Regions from separate parts of the Capsicum annuum genome. Here region 1 is linked to region 2. A link is a contact called in public Hi-C data. All regions are on one chromosome and are shown on one strand. Each heading gives the region's core, a stretch centred on a gene start, on an enhancer-like site or on the middle of the called end of the contact. The rest is flanking DNA. Distances are from core to core; before and after follow the strand shown.

The links. A called contact is a pair of places that touch in the nucleus more often than the background predicts.
Region 1: a Hi-C map of leaf shows a contact between it and region 2, with 4 times the contacts expected there. The contact joins the promoter of LOC107873011 here to the promoter of LOC107873013 in region 2. A contact is called at or near these places in 4 of 5 Hi-C or Micro-C datasets (bud, leaf and placenta).

Annotation. Positions count from the first base shown.
Region 1 is chr6:171,231,846-171,234,545 of UCD10Xv1.1, forward strand. It overlaps LOC107873011 (aspartic proteinase Asp1), which reads left to right and starts at 1,328. Exons shown (of 9, transcript XM_016719700.2): 1 at 1,328-1,731. The coding sequence starts at 1,565.
Region 2 is chr6:170,810,089-170,812,788 of UCD10Xv1.1, forward strand. LOC107873013 (SWI/SNF complex subunit SWI3C) reads right to left here and starts at 1,314. Exons shown (of 9, transcript XM_016719702.2): 1 at 1,078-1,314; 2 at 424-957. The coding sequence starts at 1,096.

The DNA of each region.
Region 1 (2,700 bases), core at 78-2,577, 420 kb after region 2:
AGTTGTGTTAAGAAGTAAAATATTAGAGATGTTTCTAATATCATCCTGAATCTATATTATATTAAAGGTGTGAAGTGCCCTATAAATATTGTTTGAAATTTTTTGGCCTTCATTAAAAGTCTTTACTGTAGACAAAATCTTCTTTTCACTATTTTTTTCTGATATTTAAGAGTTAAAAATTATTTAAATATATTTATGGTAAAACATTTTCTTATATAGAAGTCATCAAAACTAATGACAACTAACACTTTTTCATTAGTTTAAGAATTGTAAATAAACTAAATTTAATTTTCAGATGATTTAAAAAATCTAGAAATAAATATCAAAGCTTTAGAATAAGAAAAATTTAAGAAGTGGCAAATTTTAAAAAAGTTTTAAGTACGCAATAAGAATGTAATTAATGATTTTGTAAAGATTTGACTTTAAAAATAAGGAAAGATTTTAAATATAGGAAAAAAAGAAAAATAACTGTACTATAAATATGGTTCAAATTGATACGTCTCTTTTAGCTTTGACAACAAGAGAAGAGGTACTACATGAAAAACGCAAAAGTAATGATCTATTAACCATTTAGGACTTCTGGTGGTAAAATTTCTATATGCCTATACTAAAATATATGTTTATGTTTACACTATTATATTAAAGTGTGAAGGATCTTCAAAAAATAATTTAAATTTTTTATATTTTATTAAAAATCCCGCAATAAATAAAATTATTTAATTTTAAATAAGCAAATGTTACACATGCAAAACACATGTGGTTACACTAGCGTAATTAATTTGTTTTGAACCTCTGTTATATTGATTTAGCAAAATTCAGATGAAATTTAATTTTTAATTAACTTGATATCATCCATTTTCTTTCTTTTTATTTCTCAATATTTACTTCTTGTAATTTTATATAATTGCTTGTAATTTTAATTTTTATTTATTTTTTTCATTTAGCAAAACTGATTAACTTCATTATTATTATTTTAATTTTTGAATTAAAGTAGAATTACATTATTGAATGAGGTTATAGACTCATGTTTATTTGTCTTTTGGATGTATTTAATTAAGTTACATGAAAAGTTATTGAATAATATGTATTAATTACATTTAAAATTAGTTACAAATATATAATTATTTATATATTTTTAATACATAATATATGTACATTAAATTTATTAATTATTCTTATATAAATTAATTTTAGTTGTTCAATAAGTTTAAAAAATAGTAAAAAATTACTGTATTTATTAAGAAAACTTGGAGGAAATTTATTTGAAAAAATATGATAAAATCTAAAATAAAGCTATATAAATCTTTTCACAATTATGATTAAATTTGGGCCAAAAAATTATGGCCATTTATCACTTTCCGAATATTTTGTAGAGTGTGCCTGAAAAAAACTTAAATACCAGACACCGAGTTAAAAAAAAAACATTTTAAAGTAAATGTGCATTGACTGCAAGTGTGCAACTCTTTGTTCTCTTTATCCTTGAATTGAACCTTTTCTGCTTACCTTTTTGAGATCAAGAAAGTGCCTTTTTCTTGATTTTGCTCCAACTACTTTTGCCAACAAAATGATGATGAAAGCGCCATTTTTGATACTGTTGGTGTTGCACTTTCTGCTGCCATTCCAAAGCTGCTTCTCTGCTTCTATTAATCTTCCTTTGTGGAAGAAGAAGCAGTTAAAATCTGGTTCCTCCTCTCTTGTGTTCCCTCTTGCTGGAGATGTATATCCTAATGGGTATTCACTTCTTTGTAATGTGATTTTCATGAGCTTTGTTAATTTTGGAATTTTGATTATTTTTAGATTTTTTTTTTATTTTTTTTTAATTGAAGTTCAACAATTTTTGAAGGTTCTGATGGGTATTCACTCATTTTCTTGAATTGTGATGTTCTGTCAATGTGATTTCATGGGGTTCATTTATTTTGGAAATTTTGATTGTCAATGAGTTATTTTCTTGATTGAAGTTCACAAATTCTTGAATTGTACTATCACTTTTTCTTCCATCTGTGTGTTCATTAAATTTGGAATTTTAGTTGTGCTTGAAGTTAACAAATTCTTGAAGGATTCTGTTGTAGCACTATCATTTTTCTCCTAAATTATCATCTATCTCTGTTTTTCATTAAGTTGGGAATTTTGATTTTCAATGAATTCTTTAAAAACTGGCATGTGATTAGGAGCTCACGGGTTGAAGCCGTGGAGACACCTCTTGCAGAAATGCAAGTAAGACCGTGCATAATAGACCCTTGTGAGCTGGCCTTTCCTCGAACCCCGAGCATAGATAAGTTTTTTTTCTTGATTGATGTTCACAGATTCTTGAAAGGCCCTATTGTACTATCATTTTTATGCCAAAGTATCATCTATATGTGTTTTCATTAATTTTGGAATTTAATTGTCTTTTTGAAGTTTTTTTTTTGTTGATTGAAGTTCACATATTCTTGAAAGGTTCTGCTGTAGTATCATTTTTCTTCTAGAGCATGATCCATATGTGTTTTCATTAATTTGGGAATGTTGATTGTCAATGAGTGTTTTTTAAAAGTTTCTGGTAAAGTTGCATGTGATTAGGACGCCATGGGTTCAAACCGTGGAAACAACCTCGTGCAGAAACGTAGGGTAAATCTGTGTATAATAGACCCTTGTGGGTCTGATCTTCCCCGAATCACACACATACTGTGGGCTTCAGTGTACCGATCTACCCTTTTTTAAAAT
Region 2 (2,700 bases), core at 64-2,563:
TCTATATCACGCTTCTTTTAGGACCCATTGCCAGCAGGCATACTGATTTGATAAGTGATCAATTACCTGTAATTACCTTCCATCTCCTAAATTTCAACAAATTACTGAGTTGTTAAATCCAATGATCATAACTGTCTTTGAATTATAATAACAATATCATTGGACCATGCAACTACCTTATTTCACAAAATTAGTTAAGTCCTGACAGAAAATGCCGAAATTCTACTGTACAATTAAGAAACTTCCAACAGTTACGTTTTCAGATTGCCAAAAAAGAATGCATACAACAGACGTTACACAAATTACTCTTATCATTATTCACTACTAAACAAGTATTTCGGTACTTGAAAGCACACAAAGGTTCCATCAACTACGAAAATGCTATGCAACAAAAATTTCTCTATAACCACATTGTACAAGTACCTGCGTGCATAGGCACAACATGAATTCGACCTGCACTACCATAATGCTTAACAACACCGCGACCAGGCAATATCTGCGGCGGAGTAATCACATACGAACCACTCCCACTCCCTTCTCCTCTTTCATCACTCAACAACGCGTGATGATCTACAGGCACAGCCGAAAGTGCCTGAAGCTGCCCATACGACAAATTCTCCAACACCACACCACCATTCTGCTTACTCTCCCCACTCTGCCCAGCCTTCTCTATAGCCACAATATTCAACACGGATGAATGCGGCCGCGTTACAGCACGTCTCACTACCATCGGAAACTCACTAATCCTCTCCTTACTTTCCGACACCAACTCAACAACGGAGTTTGTATAACTTCGATCCACTGAATTATTAGGGTTTTGGAGGTCATCAACCATCTCTTGTTGCTCAATTTCTTCCTCATCTTCCTCGTCTTCGAACCCGTCCTCATCGTTCTGATTCTTCATTTTCCTCGAAATTAAACTTTCCCTTTTCCGCTTCCTCCATCTATTCCTCGTCTCTACAACAACAATAATTTAATTAGCTCGGATCCAAATGAAAATGAAATTAATTAATTATTATAAGCACGTAAAATTAACCAAATTTATTCACACAAATAAGGACAAAGTAGTGAGTGCACCTGAGGAGGAAGCAGGCATTGCTAAGAAATTGGGGTTTTGGAGGTCTTCTTCTGAACAAGAGGGGGTTTAAAGGAGAGATTTGTGGGGTCTCAGATTCGTTCGTTTCTGGAGAGAGAAAGTGAGATATTTAGAGAGAGAAACAGAAAATTGGGGAAAGGGGGAATGGATTCATTGTTTCTCTCTACTGTTCTCTTCGATGATTAATTTTTGAGCTCCTTTTTTGGAATTTCGCTAGCTGTGTTTTTCCCACAATAATAAATACGAGTGAGTATTCGCTTGCCTGGTTTAGTGGTGTGCAGTCACGCGCTAAATTAGAGAGTGGTGGAAGAAAAAGATGTACGAGCTGTCGAGAGTAACGTAAAGGTAATTAATTTTCTTTAATTAATTTTGGCTATGAAATAAATATTCGGTTTATTTATAATTATTAAAATTGAAGTTGTGTTTGTTCAGAATTTTTTAATAAATAAGTAAATTTAAATATATTTTAAAAAAATATATAAAATATAATTTGAACATGAAATGTAATTAAACAAGTTTATTTTATAAAAATAAAAATTTAATTTTTTTAAAAAAGTGAAAAATATGAAAATAAGATTTTGATTGTTTTTCAAATTTCAAATACCATTTCAAATATATATATATATATAAAAGAGAGATTAATAGTCAATCCTATGTGGCATGTCTTAGAGGCCTTTAATGACATTTATCTATTTTGTGGTTTTTTTGAATTATTTTCTCCTATTTTTAACTTAATAAATTATTTAAAATTAATAAAAATCACCCATTAATGTTTATATTATTAGAAATTAAATACAATGTGTTTAATATATAATATGATTATTATCTCATGCTATTAAACTCTTTCACTTCCTCACCTTATTTATCACACTTTTTATTATTTAATTTATCTATTCTTCCTCTTGAAAAAAAATAATTCATCCCACTTCCCGAATTTTTTTATATTATTATTATTATTATTATTATTATTATTATTATTATTATTATTATTATCCATAATGTTTTATTATTATTATTATTATTATCCATAATATTACTCTATCTTCTCATGCCTTTTGATATTCCAAATATAAGTTCTATAAATTTAAATATTTGAATAAGCATTTCTCAATGAACTTTTCAGAATTAAGCATTGGGTCAATATTGGTTGTAATTTTCTTCTAATATTATTTTTTATTTATAAATTTATGTTTCTTCATCACTCTAAAAGCAATTATCAAGGTAAACCAATATACTTTATTTTTCTTGTGTGTGTTAGTAGCTGAAAAATTGTAAGAATGTATCATAAAATTTTAAATACATGTTTTTTTATCGTTTTAAATTTTTTTTAGTGATGATATTTTATAAACTGAAGAAAAATATTCATATAGATCAAATACTAATTATAAATATTAAACCCTTCTTCTAATTTTCGAATGTTTGATTCTAATAGCCAATTTAGTTTTTATTTGTAGAATTAAGCTTGATTCTTGAGAAATGTTAATTTATCATAAATTTTGTGAATAATGTTTCTCTTCACCTTTTCTATTAATTTGTTCTTTATACATGTTCCGTTTACCTTCTTATGTTAATTTGCTCTTTATGATGAATAATTAAGACATGTT